Linked DNA regions of Mus musculus: all the other regions are linked to region 1. Evidence: chromatin contacts called from public promoter capture Hi-C data. All regions are on one chromosome and are shown on one strand. Each heading gives the region's core, a stretch centred on a gene start, on an enhancer-like site or on the middle of the called end of the contact. The rest is flanking DNA. Distances are from core to core; before and after follow the strand shown.

The links. Promoter capture Hi-C pulls out the DNA fragments that hold promoters and counts their contacts.
Region 2: a promoter capture Hi-C map of liver shows a contact between it and region 1, with 7 times the contacts expected there. The contact joins the enhancer-like site here to the promoter of Dynlrb2 in region 1. A contact is called at or near these places in 17 of 39 promoter capture datasets (the 3T3-L1 cell line, 3T3-L1-derived adipocytes, the C10 cell line and 11 more).
Region 3: a contact with region 1 is called in a promoter capture Hi-C map of liver, with 5 times the contacts expected there. The contact joins the enhancer-like site here to the promoter of Dynlrb2 in region 1. A contact is called at or near these places in 7 of 39 promoter capture datasets (cranial neural crest, embryonic stem cells, hippocampal neurons and 3 more) and 1 of 9 other capture datasets (liver).
Region 4: a contact with region 1 is called in a promoter capture Hi-C map of liver, with 5 times the contacts expected there. The contact joins the enhancer-like site here to the promoter of Dynlrb2 in region 1. A contact is called at or near these places in 14 of 39 promoter capture datasets (the 3T3-L1 cell line, 3T3-L1-derived adipocytes, the C10 cell line and 8 more) and 3 of 9 other capture datasets (embryonic tail, embryonic trunk and liver).
Region 5: a contact with region 1 is called in a promoter capture Hi-C map of liver, with 6 times the contacts expected there. The contact joins the enhancer-like site here to the promoter of Dynlrb2 in region 1. A contact is called at or near these places in 7 of 39 promoter capture datasets (the 3T3-L1 cell line, embryonic stem cells, hippocampal neurons and 3 more) and 1 of 9 other capture datasets (liver).
Region 6: a promoter capture Hi-C map of pre-B cells shows a contact between it and region 1, with 6 times the contacts expected there. The contact joins the enhancer-like site here to the promoter of Dynlrb2 in region 1. A contact is called at or near these places in 10 of 39 promoter capture datasets (the 3T3-L1 cell line, embryonic stem cells, frontonasal cranial neural crest and 6 more) and 1 of 9 other capture datasets (embryonic stem cells).
Region 7: a promoter capture Hi-C map of hippocampal neurons shows a contact between it and region 1, with 5 times the contacts expected there. The contact joins the enhancer-like site here to the promoter of Dynlrb2 in region 1. A contact is called at or near these places in 5 of 39 promoter capture datasets (the HPC-7 cell line, cranial neural crest, frontonasal cranial neural crest and 2 more) and 1 of 115 datasets of contacts at active chromatin or transcription factors (embryonic stem cells).

What each region holds. Positions count from the first base shown.
Region 1 is chr8:116,503,638-116,506,442 of GRCm38.p6, reverse strand. Dynlrb2 (dynein light chain roadblock-type 2) reads right to left here and starts at 1,428. Exons shown (of 4, transcript NM_029297.1): 1 at 1,394-1,428. The coding sequence starts at 1,396.
Region 2 is chr8:114,534,332-114,537,136 of GRCm38.p6, reverse strand. All of the region lies in intron 5 of Wwox (WW domain-containing oxidoreductase), which reads right to left. Among named protein-coding and RNA genes, the nearest start is that of Gm16116, 61 kb to the left of the region's middle. Within about 2 kb of position 1,371, at least 6 of the 459 cell types and tissues checked have an H3K27ac peak or open chromatin away from gene starts, as enhancers often do. A contact at or near this core is called in liver, where this site is marked.
Region 3 is chr8:114,567,306-114,570,110 of GRCm38.p6, reverse strand. The region is part of intron 5 of Wwox (WW domain-containing oxidoreductase); the gene reads right to left. Among named protein-coding and RNA genes, the nearest start is that of Gm16116, 28 kb to the left of the region's middle. Within about 2 kb of position 1,385, at least 11 of the 459 cell types and tissues checked have an H3K27ac peak or open chromatin away from gene starts, as enhancers often do. A contact at or near this core is called in liver, where this site is marked.
Region 4 is chr8:114,750,523-114,753,327 of GRCm38.p6, reverse strand. All of the region lies in intron 8 of Wwox (WW domain-containing oxidoreductase), which reads right to left. Among named protein-coding and RNA genes, the nearest start is that of Gm16118, 44 kb to the right of the region's middle. Within about 2 kb of position 1,402, at least 8 of the 459 cell types and tissues checked have an H3K27ac peak or open chromatin away from gene starts, as enhancers often do. A contact at or near this core is called in liver, where this site is marked.
Region 5 is chr8:114,772,934-114,775,738 of GRCm38.p6, reverse strand. The region is part of intron 8 of Wwox (WW domain-containing oxidoreductase); the gene reads right to left. Among named protein-coding and RNA genes, the nearest start is that of Gm16118, 66 kb to the right of the region's middle. Within about 2 kb of position 1,433, at least 58 of the 459 cell types and tissues checked have an H3K27ac peak or open chromatin away from gene starts, as enhancers often do. A contact at or near this core is called in liver, where this site is marked.
Region 6 is chr8:114,880,946-114,883,750 of GRCm38.p6, reverse strand. The region is part of intron 8 of Wwox (WW domain-containing oxidoreductase); the gene reads right to left. Among named protein-coding and RNA genes, the nearest start is that of Gm39257, 79 kb to the left of the region's middle. Within about 2 kb of position 1,445, at least 79 of the 459 cell types and tissues checked have an H3K27ac peak or open chromatin away from gene starts, as enhancers often do. A contact at or near this core is called in pre-B cells, where this site is marked.
Region 7 is chr8:115,005,554-115,008,358 of GRCm38.p6, reverse strand. All of the region lies in intron 8 of Wwox (WW domain-containing oxidoreductase), which reads right to left. Among named protein-coding and RNA genes, the nearest start is that of Gm39257, 46 kb to the right of the region's middle. Within about 2 kb of position 1,393, at least 12 of the 459 cell types and tissues checked have an H3K27ac peak or open chromatin away from gene starts, as enhancers often do.

The DNA.
Region 1 (2,805 bases), core at 179-2,678:
TGCTGGGACTCCAGGCAGGCATTACCGTGCTCCACTTAGCCAGGCAGTTTTGTGATGAGAATCTATTCTATTGTTTTCTTTCCCAACATCTCACAAGTGAACACTACGTTACTTCAGTCAGAGACAGGCTTCCTTCTGCACCCATTGTGGAGGTGAGCAAGCACTTTTCTCGTTTTTCCCACCACCAGGGCAGGTGTCTTTTGAGGAAATGTCAGGCTGGATTAGTGGCTTTCCTCATGGTGGACACTGGTAACATTTAATTTAGCATGTTCTTTAAACTACACCATGGCCCAAAGCTTGGAGAAATGCATCTGCAGAGGCCACCCCAGGTCACAAACGGGCTGTCACAAATAAAGAGGACTGTGAAAACAAAGGAAGAGAGCATATGTTTACATTTCAGTAACACGAAAGCTCTGAGCCTGAGGTGTCCTCTGGAAAGGAAAAGGAGACATCGCCAGTGACAGTAATAGCAAGAATCTGATAGTGCCAGGGACTTGTTTTGTCTCATACACAGCCTGGGACAAAACCAAAACCAAACCAAACCAAACACCAAAACCAAACAACAAACAAACCAACCCAACCGACCAACCAAGAAAACGCAAACCCCAGTAAATGTAGACATTTTTTTCTTGGGGTATCTCTCTGACACTTGGCATTTCTTGGTCTCCTTATGTCTGGCACAGAATACTCACAAACCAGCCCAGTTCTGATCGCCTTAGGGGCTCCTCAAAGTCACGGACCTCTCCTCCCTTCCTCCACTGCTCCTCTCAGCTCTCTGCTCCTCACCTTTCCTCTCCTCCAAGGTGGTTCTCTTCTGACTCCCAGACCCCTATTGCAACCTCCTGTGTCCCCAGGCCACTCCTGTGCCTCTCCTCCTCTCCCCTTCACTCTCCTTCCCTCCTCCTCCTCTCCCTTTCCCTTTTCTCCAACCCTTTTCCTTCGTTTCTTTCTCTCCCATCCCCTTCCTTCTCTTCTCTTCCCCTTTGCCTTTCTTTTTCCCTTTCCTTTTTTTTTCTCTCTTCTCTCTCCTTCCTTTTCTGTGCAGGCGAGGTTGGGGTAGCATCCCACCTTCCTCCCCGCGTTCTCTCTCCATTCCTCGCCCCCCCTCCTAGTTTTTATTTCTTCCCTCTTTGTCTCTTACTCATCTCCCAGCCCCCTTCCCATTTTTTTGTTCTCCTGGTCTCCTTCTTTCTCAGCTTGGGATCTTTCTTTCTTTCTCCACCTCTGTCATAGCTCTTTGCAAACTTTTCTGGCTCCCAGATTCATCTCAACACCTCCCGTTTTTTCAATAGCGCCCTTTCCAGCTGTCATCCAGTAAATGGTGAGACCCTCCCAGGACAGCTGTGCACATGAGTCTCCCCCTCTACCCTTCTAGACAAGAACTCAGATTTACCATCGCGCCTGTGGGACAGCTCCTGGCTCAAGTCTGAGTTGCAGTTTCTGTGGATGTCAACAACGCTTCCCCCGTTGCTAGGCAACCAGGCAGGAAGTGGCTTTCTGAAAGCTATGGGCTGCGCCTGCGCAACGGTTAGGCTGTTTCTGAAGCCGGCTTTTCCGCCCTGCATGTGGCAGGTTGCTTTGCAGCCTAGCAAAAGAAGGCAGGCACGGACGTTCCTTCCCAGGAACCTCAAGGCGATGGGGTCGTGGCAGGATACAGTCTCTCCTGGGTTTAACTTTTCTTCTTTTTCATGCTTTCTGGAGATGTGGCCGGCACTTGTCCCTGAGTCAGGCAAGTGTAGGTAGCCACTTGACCGCCCCCACGTGAGATATATGATACACACATGGGTGCCAATAATACCATCCTGAGATATAGAACTATCCATGTGGGAAACAATAACACACTGTGGATATGGTAGCACGCAGGGAAGGTGCTCATGTCCTAAAACCAACCGATTTCACTTTATCTCTGAGAATTTGGTACTAGAGCTGAGCCGATCTAGAAAGGGTTTGTTCTGCTGCTGTGATAAACAAACAAACAAACAAACAAAGAGCAACTTCGAGGAGAAAGGGTTCCGTCTAGCTTACAATTCCAGGTCGCAATCATTGTGGGAAGGCAAGGCAGGAGCTTGAAGAATCTAGTTAGATCCACACTCAGCAGGGGGAGAGAATGAGAGAGGGGGGAGGGGGAGAGGGAGAGGGAGAGAAAGGGAGGGAGCGATAGAGGAGGGAAAGTAAGAAAAAGCAGAAGAGAAAGAGGGAGGAAGGAAGAAAGAAGGAAGAGGAGGAAGCCTTTATCCACAGCTGTGATGGGAGGCAAGCAGGATTCCAGCAGGAGCAGCTCTGGCAGGAGAACAACAGCTCAGAGAGAAGTGGCCAAAGTGACTTCCAACCAGCAGTAAAGTCTGATTCTGCGCATAGGGAATCAATGGGGGAGAACGGGAGCCACTTTCTCCTCATCGACCTTTCCCTCCAATGATTTCTCGGAGGTAGCTTGGTTTAATTTTGATGCCTTCTCTTTGGGGTGGGACTATGATGGATATCCAAGGTGGTGCTTTATAAAGCGCCTTGAAGGAATCCAACATGTTCTCGGGCCCCGTCCTAGGTACTGGGAATTCTTTCCACCCCTTCCACCACCTCCCAACTCTCCCCCTTCCTTTAAATTCATGCTAAGTGCTAAATAACCTTCAACTCCACTGAAAGTGTTAGTTACTAAAACTTGCAAGCACTTGGAAAAACCAAACCGTAGGCATATTTTACTCTTCCTTGCCCTTAACTGTCAAAAACCAGAACTTCCTTCCCAACAAGAGGGGGTCTCTCTTGTTTGTTGACTGTCTCCATTCTGATAGAATCGCAGTAATGCTGTGA
Region 2 (2,805 bases), core at 122-2,621, 2.0 Mb after region 1:
CATGGAGAAATGCTTCCAGCTCCCAAGGAATAAACTGCTGAACATCACAATTCCGCCTTGTAACAATGGGCCGACCTCTCCAGGGCTATAAATACGATGCAGCGGACTGATTAAATGGCAGGAGGAGCTGTTCACTGGTCGTCTCTCTCCAGGGTTGACACTTGGCCTATGCCTAAAGTTAACAGGTACTGCCAGTGACGTGTCTGCAGAAGAGAAATGTCGTTTCACCCTTTCTTTACGAAGAAGTTGACTGTTACTCGCCATGTCTTTCCTCCCCACCTTCCTCACAGCTAGTGATCGGCACATGCTTTATATGACATGAAAGATTCTAGACATGTTATCCTAAGCTCTGTTGTACCTAGTGGGGCTTTTCCCCCACCTCCCTTCCTTGCCCCCTCCCTTCCTCCTCACTCTCAGCCCATGCTGTCACAGCTAAACTCACTTCTAATAAGGCACAGGTGGGCCCCTGGCCCTGAATAAAATTCATGTTGGTAATGAGCTGCAAAACTCTTGGCTTCCCTTAAGCTTTCTAAGAGAAGAGACAGTGTTGCCCCCTTGGCCCTCTTGGATCTGGCTGGCTTCTTTCCCTGTGGCCATCTTAGCCCTCAAGCAGAGAAAACAGGGCCATTGTTCCAAGCCACGCAGTGACTTTTGGTGAATTGTCAATGTTCTGCACTCGTGCCTGCAAAGGGAGGGCAGTGGAGTGAATCTGTGGGATGTTTGGGGACCTCGTGGACCTTGACCTTTCTTTTCTTGGCAGAAGCTCTAAGGCCCACTCCCCTGGAATCCTTCTTTATGCTGCTGGCTTGGAAGACAGGGAAAGTGTTAAGGAGAGAGATTAGGTATTAAGGAGACACGGTGTGCAGTGATAAATTACCTAAACTGAATACACGGAGTCTGCTGCGCCAAGAAGGCCCTGAAGGAAGGCCAGACCTGTAGGAATGAGAGTATGAAATCAAAGAGAAATGTGTCAAAAACAAATGACAAACTTTCCCACTGTGGGGTCGCACAGGAACACCAGCTGGGGTGAGCCGTCAGTTGGCTGCAAGGTGTGCACTGTGCCTTGTGTCTTCTCATTTCCAGAGAAGCTGATCAGCAGCCGTGGGTTCCCAGATCCCCAGATTGGAAAGGAACTGAGAAGCCGTTCCTGCCTCTCTGTGGAGGAACTCACGTCTTTACCTGATCCCTTTTCTTTACTTCATGCACTCAAAATACCTTCTGAAGGGAGACAAAGTTTTGTTTCCTGGTCCTGCTCTTAATTCACAGCTCACCGAATTAAGTACTTTACCAAGTCCCTCACATCTCACACAAACCAGCTACACGGGAGGTTCTAGGCCTGTTTATAACACAACATTGCCCCTTGTTCTTCGTATCTCAATAATGAAATCTTTGTGTTTTATGAAAGTTCGGCCACTCTGTGCAAAGGGCAGTTTGCTCCAGTACAAACAGAAATCAGAGAAAATAGGAAAACCCCGCCAAACCCTTTCATCTCTGCTTGCCAAGCAGGTGAATTAATAAGGAGCACATTTGAGATTTATTTTCTTTAAGCTCCAACAGTAAAGAATGTTCCAAAGTCGTTCTCAAAGCTCTGGAGATTTTAAAAATTCAAATGAATCAAACTTAACTTGCTGGTATAATGTATAATAAAGCCAGTTCCGGGGCTTACCTGCTCAAAGATACACTCGCTGTACATTTAGATGAGAAAAAGAAATTAAGGAGTCTAAACATACACGGCATGAGATGGCCAAAATTAAGTAAATTAAAAGTGTTTTCAATAAAGGTTTCTAGCTTCAGGTAATAAAGTCGAGGTTCTCAATAGATAGTTTCAATCCTGGTGTTAGGCTGAGCCCAAAAGAACCTACCAGGGTGTATGGAAGGAAGGGAGGGAAGGAAGGAGCAAGGGAGGGGAGGACAAGATCACCCCCACCCTGCCGTGCAGCTGAGACGCCTTCGCTCACACTCTAGCATGGAACTGGTTATTGTCCCAGCCCATTCGCTGCCTCAGCACTTGTCAGGTGACCTGTAAACTTTTCAATACTATGGGACACATAAGCGGCCTTCTTATCCCTACACGTCTTATGGAAGAAAACACTAAGCTCATTTTAAATTAATATTTTCAATTGTCCACAGATAATCAAAGGTTAAAATATCCACAATGTAAGACTACTGAGTTCAACGGGCTGGTAAAAACGGAACAGGAAACTTTGATTTCCAAGTTCCAATCTGGGGGGGGGGGGGGGGGGAGGAGATCAACGGCAGACTGCTAAGAGAGCAGAAGAATTTACAGAGGTGTGGGGGACTTGTCTATCACAGTAACTCCTGTCCTAGAGTTGGGGCCAAACGCTGTAACTATCACAAGTGGTTGTTCAGTTTGGTTATTACTGCAACTGAACAAGCATGGTTTACTTTGAAAACTTGTGTGGGGGACAGTAAAACTCGATATAGCAGTGTGTGCAATCAGAATAAGGTAATGCTATAATTTCTGCTTAGATTGATGTTTCCATAATAAAGCACACAGGATTCACAGATATCAAATATAACTGCCCCCTCCCCAAATTAACCCCCAACTAAAAAACATACTGAGCAAAACCATAGCACACTCTATGCACCCGTCTCAAATAAACTTGTATAAACACGCTACGTGTCGGCACATGCCATTGGAGAACCCATCATAAATTAATTTTGAATTAATCAAAATAGAGTCTCCAGAGTATTTTCTACTGAGGACAATTCAAGAGGCACTTTTTCTAAAATTAGTGCAGCTTTATGTAGATGTAGTTCACACTCACTTCACCCACTTAAAAT
Region 3 (2,805 bases), core at 136-2,635, 1.9 Mb after region 1:
TCAGCACTCCACAATTGCTCAGACTGTTTTCCTATAGAACTCAGGACCACCAGCCCGGGGTGGCCCCACCCATAATGGGCTGGGCCCGCCCACATCAATCACTAATTAAGAAAATGTTTGCCATACAGCCCAATCTTACGGAGGTATTTTCTCAACTGGGGTTCCTTCCTCTTTGATGACTTTAGCTTGTGTCAAGGTGACATAAAACTAGCTCACTGGAGTACAGGCTTGTTTCATTCTCATCTGTACCCCCAAAGCCTTAAAAACTGGCTAAGACCTTTGGAACCAGCTGTCAGATTCACCAAATGCTAACTTTGCATTATATATGTATGTATATCAAACAGGTAACTTCAAGTTATATATGTCCACTCATCCACACGCACACATTATAACAATATACAAAATTAACATAACATCTCCCTTGTCTTGCAATGGCTTTCTTAGGGCTTTTGTGAAATGCATGGTATTTTACCTGTGAGGTTGCTATAATGGAACTCAACTGTTAAATTGAGTTGAGTTGCCTTAAGTTGTTTTATTCCCCTCGGGTATGTCTCTATATATAATCATCCTAAAAAGGAAACATTTTTAAAACATTTCACAGAAGCAGGGTGTGGTATCCCATGCTTGTAATCCTAGCACTCAGGAGGCTGAGGCAGGAGTATGAACTTAAGACCAAGTTGAGCTATGTCTCAAGGCCCTGTCCACTTAAATTCTACAGTTTTTCTCTACCCACTGTGTGTTTTACTTTGTCATAAGAAAAATCCATGTCTTCAAAAGTACAATAAAGTTTTTGTTCTTGGTCATCTCTTCTCTAATTACAAACTTTAATGTTTCTAAATACTGTTTTTTGTTTATATGACCTTTGACATTTTTATCATTGCCCCTCCCCCCTTCCACTCTCACTTGTTGATTTGCGGGCGCTGTTTATTTATTAAGTGGATTAAATATCTGAACTGCCAGCCAAAAATAATTGTTACCGGCTCAAACACATACTTACCAACATAATTCAATATCATGCGTCTATTATTAATGTGGTGCTAAATGACTTTATGAGTTCTTAAGGATTCTTGTTTTTGGCACATTTGAAGTCAGGAATGAGACGTTCCTGGTGTTTCCACGTGTGAGCCCCAGCAACTGTGCCCAGGCCAAGCTCGTGGTTGGAGCTGACAGGGGAGGGAACCCCGTAAAGGGGAGATTTGTGGGGTGTGATAATGAGGTGAGTCGTTATGTTCTAACTGGCCTTAACTGTTCCATAAATGTTTCTTTTACCCCGTAAACTTTAAGGTCAAGATAATAGGCAGAGTTGGAGTGAGGAAAGCTATACAGGCCTTGGCTGGGAGCTCGCCTGTGCTTAGAGAGCCAGGAGAGCAGGGTTACTGTTTAACCGCCCAGTGAACACACAGGTGGAAATTTTCTTCTCTGGTCCGACTGACAACCTCAGCTCGAGGACAAGCTGGGTGTATCACGCCCGTCACAGACAGCTCCTGGGAACCCCGTGGGCCACCAAGCCTCCGAGGAGGGTTTGTCTTATCCTCTAAGGCACAGCCAGGGAAAATGTGCTGTGAGCTCAGCTTCATAAACCTACTTTTCCAGAAAGCAAGTGCATGGACCTGGGGGAGTGGCGGGGGTGGTTAACGGATGGGTCAGGGTGTTTGCCATGCAGGTGTGAGGACCCGAGTTCGGATCCTCAGGACCTTCATCAGACTCGATGTGGGAGTGTACCTCTGGAATCCCAGCATTTTAGGGGGAAATGGGAGGAAGCCAAAGGAGAAGCCACTGAAGCTCACTGGCCAGCCAGCCTGGTATACGCAGCAGTGAAGAACAAGAATTCCTGTCTCAAAGGACGTGGAAGGTGAAGGCTGGCACTTGAGGCTCCCCTTTCACCTCACCACCCCAAAGTGTGTCGTGACACACACTTTTATTCTCACACACAGAGATAATTTTTTTGTTATTTTTTTTTTAAAGCAAGAACTTCCCAGTGATGATTTTTCTCTCCACACCATCTGAGATTCAGCAATACCAAAGTGGAAAAAAAGAAAGGTCCCCATCAAAGCGTCAGTGAAGCTATATCCAGGTTACCTACCTGGCCTGTAACTTAATCCTCTTCTAATCCCAGAAAATGAAGAGCTAACAATCTGGGGCAGGATTTACAGGCACATTAAATTAACAGAATGATTCTCCCATAGCAGCTATTAATACTGCAATATGAATAGGGTTTCTTTTTTTCCGCCTACAAGTGGCTAATATAATTTTTAAAACTTCCTTCAAATATCATTAGCGAGTGAGAAATCGATGGGTTATTGGCTGGTGTGAGAAACATTTTCAATATCGAGAGCCACGCCACTAAAATAAAACATTTTTAATTATATGAAAAGCATTTTATTAATAGGCAATTTAGAATGCCGGAGGTGGTAGGTACCCAAGAGTCTGCAGGACCTCAGACCGGGACACAGGAGAACCTGGGTTCACATGCAGGCTGGAGGTCCTAGGAAATGCAGTAGCAGCAGGTGGAATTTTATATACATTGTTTCCAACTTGAGAATGTAACAAGCAGCGACCTGACCCAGGATGAGTTAACAGGGAGGTGCGACAGCTGCTGTAGACCCTGTCTCAAAAAGTAAAAAGATGACTGATAGTGTAGTTCAGTGGTAAAGCCCTTGTCCAGCAAGCCTTAGGCTGACATGTCAGTGCTGTCAGAAAGAAAGACAGATAGGCCATGGATCCAAGCCTCGGCCCCACACAGCACTCCAAGACAGCGAGTGGTAAAAGTGTATCAGAAAACAAGTCTTAGGATGTCAAGAACAC
Region 4 (2,805 bases), core at 153-2,652, 1.8 Mb after region 1:
TATGGCTGAGTAGAGCGTACCTTACTCTGTTTACAAGCTGCGTGGAGCCAGGAGAAAAGAGTCATGCACGGAGAGCCGCCATGATGGAGCTGCTGGAGAAAGGGAGTGTGAAAGACAGTCTTCCTTCACTTCACGCTCAAGAACGCGGCTTTCAGAATAGAATGGCCATTGTGAGCACAGTCACTTGCTCCTGAGGATCTCGGGTCTATTCCCTGCAGCTCGTTTTCGGCAGGAGACTGATGGGAAGGTGAGAAGCTGCCCCCGGGAGCTCAGCCTGCATCCGCTCTCGGTCTCCATGCAAACACCATTGTTTCCCAGCCTGATTATTATTAAATTGTAATGTGGACCCAGCCTCTGCTTAAGCACCCGCGATGATTAGACTACAAGTCAATTGTGGGTAACACGCAGATATAAATGCGGCTAATAAGTTTTACTGTAATGATTAATCAATTTATGAATACATTATTTAAGCTAATAGCTCAGGTAGGGTATCTTAAACAAGTTACAGAGCGCATCGACCAATTCAAACTCCAGCTGCCGGATCAATAACAAACTGTAAGTAAACTCTGGGGGGGTAAGCACACTAGCAAAAAAACAAAAAAAAAAAAAAAAAAAACAAAAAAAAAAACAAAAAAAAAACGCAAACAAAAGAGTCTTAGAGGAAGAATGAAGAAAACATACAATACTTTCAATTTGAAGACAGATGCACAATACTTTAACATATGCCAAAGATTAAAGGGAAAAGATTACAAAATTATATCACTGCAAATTTTGTTGCTGTGACAAATTAAAAGCAGTTCATACCAGAAACACACACAGGTGCAGACCGGTGAGCACACAGGCACCATGCATTGACAGTGATGTTGATTCTTTAAAGTAATGAAGCCTTGGGCTCATGTCACTGTCTGTTTATCTATAGCTGTCCCTTTAATGGGAAAGGAAAAAAAAAGTATGCTCAAAAAGTAGGACCAGCAAATTTTACTGAACGGGAGCCATCTTCCAGCACAGTCAAGGGACACCTGCTCTTCTCCAGCCAGACATCTCCCCTGGTGCCAACCAACCACAGCGAGTTTTGTAACAAAGCAAACCTTTATATCATAATGCTGTCCCATAACTTTTTTTTAAATTAGGGCTAATTAATGTGAGTTTAATAAATAAACCAAAAAGGGCCTTAATTTCCAAAGGTGGGCTATTTCATCAGAGCTTCAAGCGATGGTGCATTTTAAAAAATTAATTAGTATCTTGTGCGATCGGCCACACGTTATTGAATAAGTAACAGCGGCTAAGTGAAACAGATGAAATATTGGTAAGCGATGCAGCCACAGTATAAGTATGTGCAGTGGGTCAGAGGTTAATCCCTATTGATTTTCCAAGTCTGCGTACAGCACCGCTGGGAAAGACCGGTTCAGTTGGCAATCAGCTAGCACAAATACATTATAAATCTTACTGTCCGCCTCCACTGACCACTGTCACTTACTTCAGTTGCTAAAGACCATTAAAAAAAAAAAACTACCCAAAAGGGGAGAGGAGGAATTCTACCCACTTTAAACAAAAAAGTAAACCTTGAGGGAGTCCCCGATACTGGACAAAACTTTTGGGGTGAGCATTGCTCAACACAGAGGCCCCTCTTCCCGTGGAGCTGGCTTCTCTCCCGGAAGGCAGAAACTACTATGTCATGCTCTTCAGGATAAATCCATTTCAAAGAGTCAACACAGACTATTGTTCCCTTAAGCTTCGACAGCAAACTCAAAGGAATTCCAAAATGCCTTTCCCATTTGAAGGTCTGGAGAGAAAGGGAAGAAGCCGGATCTTTTCATTGGGATTGTTTAAAGCACCTACAGGTTGGTTTTGCACTATAGAGCTCAACCTTTGAGCTACTAAACATGAAGCTGAATGCGAAGCCCTTCCCACGCAGGGAGACGCACTTCTAGGTGCTATTTTTATAAAGTGGTCCCCAACACGCGTAAGCTTCATTCCCTGCAGACTTAAGACACCCGCCCCCATCTCTGGAAATAACTTGACCACATGTATAGTTATGACTTCCCTTCTTTACTGAGACCGTATCATGGATCTTCTGTGTACCTGGCACTCTTGATAGATTCAGGATATGGATGAACAAGATGGGTCCTCCCCACCCCATCCACAAAGAGAGAGAGAGAGAGAGAGAGAGAGAGAGAGAGAGAGAGAGAGAGAGAGAGAGAGAGAGAGAGAGAGAGAGATACAACACAGTCCCGGGAAGTGTGTTGGTGCTGGCAGGCAGTCTGTCATTTACCAATGGTGTGACATCCAGCTGGCCATCAGACCTCCCTGAAACTTAATTTCCTTGCTTACAAGTGTACAGCAATACTATTATTTGCAACTTAAAAAAACTTAAAAGCACTTGATACAGGGATAAATATTCAGGGAGTGTTGGTTATTAAAAAGTTATTTGATGCCGAGCAAGAACATGAGTGAAGTTTTTCGACCTCTTCTTTGTAGGTGGGATTGTGACATTGTGGGGTACGAAGTGGCAGAATATCCATTGTCCCATGCCACACGGGCAGAGGTCTCCTGTCCCCCAGGTCACCACTTCTGAGAAACAGCATGGTGAAGGACATGCTTGCAAATTACTCTGTGGAGCTTTTTAAAAGTGCCCTCAAAAAGCATAAGGAAGCAAACTGTTATCAGAAATGCAGATGTTGGCTGGCTCAGCGTGAACCAGGCCAGGAGACATGGAGAACTCTTTGGGTAAAGATTGGGTCCTTTCTGCATGGAGACTGCAGGATTTTACTTTAAGACTCAAGCCCTAAAAGGATGCATGGGGAA
Region 5 (2,805 bases), core at 184-2,683, 1.7 Mb after region 1:
GAGCTGAGCACACTAGCCATCTTCCAAAGCACTCCCAGGAGAGGGTGCAGCTGGGACACATCTACAAGACGGGAACCAGAGTACCCTGGCACTTGTCCGAGACGGGGCCTGTTGGTTGCCTTTGCCAGTTGTATCTGTGCCCCCCCCCCCCCCACGATGGTCAGTTGCTCTAAATAAATATCCGTGGTTCCTGGGCATAACTCAGACTTTGCATTTAAAATTAGATCTATAGTGGCTTGGCCAAAATTTGTGTGTGAGTGTGTGTGTGCACTCGAGAGTGTGCGTGTGTGCGTGCATGCGCGCGATGGGTATGTAGCTGCCTGCAGAGGCCAGAGGAGCATGTCAGAGTTCTTGGAGCTAGAGTTACAGGTGGTTATGTGCTGCCTACTACGGGAGCTGGAAAGCAAACGTGGGTCATTTAAAAGAAGAGCAATGAGCACTCTTGATGCTGAGCCACCTCTCCCGTCTTTGCTTTTTCTTCAGTACGGTTTTATATTTGTGTGCATTTGTAGTGTGTATATGTATGCGTGTGCACGTGATGTTCACACCAATTCCCCACAGAGTCAACATTAGATGTCTTCCTCTACTACTCTCTATACATGCCTTCCCCTACCCCTTTGATTCAGTATGCGCCATTTCAGCTCAGTTGGCTGCCAGGGACCCTAGGATCTGTCTCTATCTCTACCTAGGTTTCCTCAGCTGGAGCCAAGTGCTCAGCCTTCTTAAGTGGGTTCTGGAGATCTGACCTCAGGTTCTCATGCTTATTCAGCAAACAATTTACCTGCTGAGCCACCTCCCCAATCCTTTCAAAATTAATTTATATTCAGATATTATTACCGTTACTTGTTCCTTTAAACAGAGCAGCACACAGAGAAATCGCTAGTGTTCTCTTCTATCAGAACACGGGCTGGTCCAGCCTACACATTTGCTCATGGTTGGGTGGACAGGTAGCAAGCAATGCTATCTGGGCTGACCTCTTCATCTGAGATCACCTTGTCTTCGTTAGAAGAATCTTGCTTCTCCTGTGTGTTCCACAGTGGTACAGAACAGACAGGGCCCGAGTCTTACTGTAGAACAGGCCTCTGGTAAGTTATAATTAATCAGCTTCAACCTTCTAACAGGAGCCAGCTGGTGAACGTGACATTGCTGGAACTGGACAGGTGTGGCAGTGAGACACACGGTCCCTTGCCGGTCACAGGGTATTCCAGTAGGTGGGTAGGACTGGGGAGATTCTGAGCGCCCACCTCTGAGGACTGGACAGAGTAAAATAAAAAAAGAGTGAAAGATTCCCTTTCATTTTTTTCTTCTTCTCTTTCTCAGGTTAATATGAAATTTTAGGAGCACAGGAGCGAGACTTCCGGCTCGACAGAGCGGCTAAGTCACCGAGCCGACTTTTCTCTGAAGCAAAAGCGATGTACAATGTTGATGTGTGCCAAGAACTCACTTGGGCATGGGGCCAAGAGAATGCGGCCTGTCAGTCGTCCGTGGGGGAACGAGAGAGCAGGGAGTCCAAGCACATTTGGAGAGATGCCTTACAGTTCTGAGGCAGCCTTTTCACGTCCACAGAAGCCCTGCCCCCCCCCCCCCCACCCAAACTCGAAACCTCTTGTTTCTGGCTCTGGGAGGCAGCTGTTGGCGAAGACATACCTCTTTGGCAAACCAACGTCATCCTCAAGCAGACCCTGTGGTGTGAGGGGTCTGGAAGGGGCCAGGCCAAGGTGGTAAACCTTCCTACCAGATCATCTCTTGTCTCTTGCATTCAGCCAAGGCAATGTGCTCTGCAGAGCCAACCCTTGCCTGTCTCAGAATCATGACTTGCTTGTGACTAAGTAGAGGCTGAATCGGCACCCTGATCCCCCACACCCCCCCACACCCCCCAGAGCCCTGGAGTCCCCTCCACACCCCCCCCCCAGCCCTGGAGTCCCCTCCACCCGCTCTTTACAAAATCAGTTCATCTGGGTAATTTTTAAAGCGCAGCACGTGGGCCAGCTGGAATTGTTTGCCTCTTCCTGGCCAAATGTTTGGGGCGCCTTCCAGCCTTCAGTCTACATGCTGTGTGTGTGTGCTAGCAAGATCTGGAAGGCACGTCCAGGACTGGGAAGGAGGGTGTTGCTGACCGCAGGACCCGCCAACTTCCCTAGGCAGGAATGAGAAAGAAGCCTGCTCTTTTTAGGCAAGCCACTGTCAGGCAACACTGTCAGGCAGTGATTCTCTGGGCTTGGATATTAATGCTCACATTCACTGGCTTCTGAGCTAAACCCCCCATCCCAGATCCTTAAAAAGAGAAGATGATTTTCCAGGGAAAGGAGTGTGTGTGTGTGTGTGTGTGTGTGTGTGTGTGTGTGTGTGTGTGTGTGTATGTGTGTGTGTGTGTGTGTGTGTGAGCTTATTTATGCTGCTCTTATCCAGAACAGGGCTGATAGGAAAGTCACTGGACAAGGGTCTGCCTGGCAGGATGCTGCCTGCCTTCCTTCTAGAAAGCAGGCTACTTAGATAAGGTGCAGTAGTGGCAGAAGTCGCCTTGAACACTTGGCAAGTGTGTTCATTTAGAAGGAAATAATACAAAGAGAAGGGCAGAATATTCTGTCTGCCTCCTCCCTCCAGCCACGGGGAAGGTAGATAATTAGACTTCATTTACAATCCAGAGCTTTCAAAAATAAGACCTGTGTTGGTTATTTATTTATTTATTTTTAAAGATCTTTTAACTTTGAAGTTCTGGAGATTGGGGCGGGAAGCTGCCTTGTGTGAAATGTGCCTGGCCTATTGTACTTGGGGGAGTCGGAAAAAAAAAAAAAAAAAAAAAAA
Region 6 (2,805 bases), core at 196-2,695, 1.6 Mb after region 1:
CATCTTTACCTCGTGGCCTTGGTGTAAACGAAAATGAAGTCACTGTTTGACAGCTTAACATTCTTACTCTTGTATCTGGAGTGTGTCTTGAGTGGTGGAGTCACCCAACAATGTACTGAATTTAAGAAGGAAACCCAATGTATCCCCCCCCCCCTCAAAAACAAAAACACCCAAAAAATCCTCTTTTTTGATTTTTCCAATGGCCATAAGGTCCCTGCTCTGCCTTGGCCCTGACCACACAGCTCAATCGGAGAAAACCACTGTGTTTCTGGAACCCAGGGCAACTGTCCTTAGAACTAACAGGAGTTTACTCAGTTTGCTAATGAACCGTCATGTGACCTTGAACAGGATCATGTGAGTATGCTCTCTCTCTCTCTCTCTCTCTCTCTCTCACACACACACACACACACACACACACACACACACACACACACACACATTACCTTTCACAAGCTTTGGTTTTCTCATGTACAGAATGACAGGATAATTCCGACCCCACAGATTTGATGGGAGGGTCCTACAAAATGATCTATGGGGACTGTTGGAACCAGGGCCTCCCATCTGCCACGTTGATGCCCTGCCTGAAGTTCCGTGGGTTGGAGCAGGTGACGACAGAAGGCCTCCAGGGGCCTTGGGGCTCTCAGCTGAACCGGCTCTCGGTTCCCAGTCCCTATTCCACTCCCACCGTACCACCCAATAAACAACAAATACGCACATCGGACAGCAGGCTGGTTCTTCAGCCTCAGTCTGTCTACCACTAAAATGGGTTTTCTATTTAGCCCAGGGCTGCTAGAAGCTGATAAAGGACAAGAAGCCTGCTACAGCAGGAAATTAACTCTCCACCACCTCTCCAGAGGAACTCCAGAGTTCTTTTACAGTCCTTTCACTATGGAGGCGGTGAGTAGGAAGAGAGAGGAAACAAAAAAGCTGCCCAGTTCCAGTTCTGATGCACTTTATTGTAACTGGATTCGCTCCAGTGCCCTGCCCCCCTCCTCCCTCCCCCCTCTCCCCTCCAGCCTGCATTGGGGCACCTGGAAAAGTCATGGCCATCCATCTGGTGTCAAGTGGCACCAATCTCTGCATTCTGTGAGAGTCAATTGCAATTAACAGGGCCATTCAGGAAACGGCAGGTACAGCCCAGACAAAGGCAGCCCAGACAGATCTTATCAGAGCCCAAGGCCGGCAGGACTGTCCCTTTCTGAAGCTGCCTGCCTGGGAGAAAACCCTGGAAGAAAGGAAGGAAGGAAGGAAGGAAGGAAGGAAGGAAGGAAGGAAGGAAGGAAGGAAGGAAGATGGGAAAGGACAGTGAGTCATAAGGAGGAGGCAGCGAGATTCAAGAAAAGCAAGCCAGACTCCAGCAAGCTCTTGGGCTCAGACACTGACAAACCCCAGCCACCAGGGGCCTTCAGCAAGTCACTCCACCCTTGCCAGCCAGCTTCAGAGCTGCAGGTGGCCCATCTATTAATAGGGACTACAAACGGCACCTTCCTCATCTTGAAACTGTCTAGAGGAGACATGCTGAGGGCGGTGTTTACTGTAAAGGATCAGGAGAGCTTGAGAGTGGTGGGAGAGCTCTGGAGAGCGAGCGTGCCTGTGTGTGTGTGTGTGTGTGTGTGTGTGTGTGTATTAGCAGAGCAGGTGTCTTGGAGAGAAGCCACATACCACACAGGCACTGGGTGAGCCTGCTGGATGCCACCTGTTCCACCCTGTCCACTTGGGCCACAGGGAATCCTCTGCCCATGCAGAAGAAAAAAAGCTCTAGAAAGCAGCCAGTCTTCCATTTAGGGAATCTGGTGACTAGCCTGCCTGCACCATCAGGGGGAAGGGGCTGATCGCCATAGGGCAACAAGGAGGATCAGGTAGAATCTGGTGGCAGTGGTAGGCACTCAAGGCATGTGATTCACTTTCTGTCAGCCCACATTCCTCGGTACCCTTCAGGGCCAGGGGAGTAAGCTCAAGCCCAGTAGGTACCTAACTAGGGCCAGAGGAAGAATGGGCCCCCGACCAGGCCTTGGCTCTGACTGCGTGAAGCAGTTATCACAGGGTGGCCTGGAGGTTGAAGGCCTTCTGCACCCTTTTCTGTGGAGAGGGTGGGGCATGTCTTCCCCGTTTTACTTTCCAGGCTAAGTGGCCTGTTCTTGTCACCGTCTGTCGTTGGGCACTTATTTTGCAAGGATGCTTTGAATTTCAGAAATATGGAGTTTTTAAAAATCCACCAATTATCATTTTTCGGTGTGTCTTTGTGTGTAAGAATGTTTGTGTGTGTGTGCACAAGTGCCGGTGCATGTGAACGTCTATGCACATGCATGTGGAGGTCAGAGGTCAATCTTTGGTGCTCATTCTCAGGCCATGAGCCTCCTTTTTCTTCTGAGACAGGGTCTCTCGCTGGCTTTTAACTTGTCTAGTAGGCTAGGCTGGCTGCCCATGATCCCTCTGAGCCTCCTATCCGCACCTCCCTATGCTGCCCTTACAGCCACACCACCCTTGGGTTCTGGATGTCAACCACTGTTTCCCCAGTTTCCATTAATCAGAAAGGTTAAAGGGAGTCTCAGAGCAGGAGTAAAGAGGTTCCCTTCCAGTAAGCAAAAGGAGCTGGGGTGATCGGGTGAGGGGTGGGGGAGGTGGGGGTGGGGGGTGGGGAGCAGCCACCACATTTTCTAACAGGAAGAGAAAGAAACCACAGAAGCAAAACATCATTGAATCGGGAGCCTGTTTATTCCAAAGAACAGGAGCAGAGACTATGCCCCAACTGGATGCCTCTATTGTAATCATCAGCTCTCAGTGTCTGATGCTTAAGCATATTGA
Region 7 (2,805 bases), core at 144-2,643, 1.5 Mb after region 1:
AAGATTTGACCTCCGCATTGGCATCAACCTACTTCAAATGGTAGGATCTACTGCAGAGGCAGCTGGACAGACCACTTACCCCCTGCCCCCCAAGACATCTTGGGGCTGCTTTGTACAATGTCTTAGGCCTCGGGTAGTGACTTGTTTGTTTCTGTCTAGTGATAATTTACTCCCGCTCGTGCAGGCTCATCTTGGTGATTTCTCACCATTGAATACAGGTCAGCAGGTGACTGAAAGCATTTTAAAGGCAAGAGGATGGCACAGTTTAGCAACTGGCACAGGGGGTTAAAGATGGGGCTTGGGGGATGGCCAAATGCATAAGGCAGTTGAGGCAGGGAAGTGAGAGGGCTGGGGCTCAGAACTCAACAACCTTGGTGCCAGCTGGGTAGGTAAGGTGGCCGTGGCTGCCTGTAATCCCAGTGTTTCAGAGACAGTTGGGATTTCCAGGACAAGCAAGCTCTCTAACGCTCGCTCCACTGCCAGCAAGACACCCTGCCTCAAAAGAAAGTGGAGAGATAGCGAGGTCAGCTCTTCGGGCCTCCACACACAAGTGCACACATTTGTTCCTGGGCATGAAGTGTGCCCATTCATATCTGAGCATGCACACGCTCGTAGGAGACGCACAAACACATGCAAAGAAAGAAAGAAAGAAAGAAAGAAAGAAAGAAAGAAAGAAAGAAAGAAAGAAAGAAAGAAAGAAAGAAAGAAAGAAAGAAAGAAAGGTTATCTTCTCCTCCAATCCAAAGACTCTGAGCCACCAAGTAAGAGCTATCCTGGCTCCTCTGTAGGAAAGCTGCATATGACATGTGACACATTGGAGCCTGACACACTGGCATTCGGTCATGCTTTCTTAATGTGACTCAGCTACATCTGCGTTCGTTATTATAACTCAGTGCCTAAGACATGGATATTTTTAAAGACAAAGGGCCAGGCTTTCGGTGGAAACGCCCCCGTCCTCCTTGTATTAAAAAAAAAAAAAAAAAGAGGCTCCTTCTTGTCTGGTCTACTTCAGTAATTGGCAGGATTTTGAGTAAGCTCTTTTAAAAGCCCTCCGTTTCTATTTTCACATTAAACACACTTGCAATATCTATTAAAAGCACAAACACTGAGGAACACACCAAGACTACCAATGAGGCTACATCTGGAGGCTCGGTTAAGACAGGAAGAATAGAGGGATCGCTCTTGTGTAGTTTTATGTCTGGGTATGTGGTGGGGGGAGGGGAGGTGCAGTGAGGGGGTGGGTGTCAATGCTACAAAAGAAAGGGGTGGACCCCTTCCTTCTTCCCTCTGACCCCTGTTCCAAATTTTCCCATGAACTAACTCTGTATCGGAGGGGGTCAACAGAAGAGGTCAATTCAGGATTTGATGACAACTAACTAACACTGGACTAGGCCTTCATCCGGGGGAGTCTTTATGCCGAGCCACAAAGACGAAGCAGAGCAGATGCAAGGATATTTCTATTCTGCTTGTTTTCTAGGATTCCTTTGCTTCATGACCCTTTGATGATTGACTGGTATCCCAGGGAGGATGCCTAAGGTCACACGGGGGACTCGGGAACATCTGGGAGAGGGCAAGGCCAGTGAGGGGGTTCAAGAGAGGGCCTCTAGGCCCTGAAGAGATCTTACAAGCCATTTTCAAGGTCACATTTGGGCAGGCAGCCAGATGTGTGAGCATGGACTTGCAGGGAGCCAGACAAGGGTCACTGGGAGCCTGGTGGAGGGGCTGCCGGCAGCTGCCCTTTGGCTCAGACACAGACGCGGAGCATCTAAAGCTCTTTCACCTCTTTCCAAATGCCTTTAGAAGGGCAGGGAGGGAAGGGAGGCTGGAAACTCGGGGGAAGAAGAAAGGGCTATCAGTCTGCTGAAAGCTTCTTCCAGAAACGCCCCCTGTTCCTACACACGTGTGTGTCTTGGATGAAAGTGCGTGTCCTGGGTTAAGGAGGATGTAGTTCAACATCTGAGATTTCGAACTGTAGCTGTCAGTCAAGGGTCCAGGAAGGAAGCAGTGGGGCACATTAGGATCTGGGGGGTACTAGGTAAGGACACTCCTTGCAGAGCTTGATTGTAGGGTTTTAGGACTGTGGGTGGTTTCCAGCGGGTATCCCAGGCTTCAAAGAGCAGGTATGGCTGAGGGGTGAGAAGTTTCTAGAAAGGGAGGCAGTCAATGCCACCTGGAGGGAATGAGCTTGGAGACTGGGGAAGCTGACTCTGCTTTGCTCTGAAGCCCTGGTGGTTAGCTCCTCTCGCTTTCCAGAAAGAGCGTGAGCAGTCAGTCTTCCAGGCAGGGCAACCAGGAGGACCTGGGGAGAGAGGCAGCTACTGTGTAGACTGCACACCAGTGAGAACTGGGGGCTTTGCCAGAATAAAGTGGAGCATATTTATCTTGTTGGTACCTGTTAGCAAAGAGCACTGGTGCTGGTGTGTGTGTGTGTGTGTGTGTGTGTGTGTGTGTGTGTAGGTCCTCTGGTTTTTGTCCTCATCTTCTACCTTGGTAAAGCCCACCTCTCCGTTGACTTTTGCTGTATGCTTCAGGCTCGCTGTCCTGTGACTTTCCAAGGACTCTTCTCTCTGCCTCCCAAGCCCCTACAGGAGCTGGGATTGAATGTTCCGCCTATGCATCTGGCTTTCATATAGGTTCCGGGGATTTGAACTCAGGCCCATAAGCTTGTGCAACAGGCATTGTTTTTAACTCAACGAACCATTTCTGGAACACCAAGCTGACAATGTGACCCCTTTTCTAATGCAGATGTGTAGAAACTCAACACTTTCAATTTTTTTGGTTTTGGTCTTTTTTTTTTTAACGGAG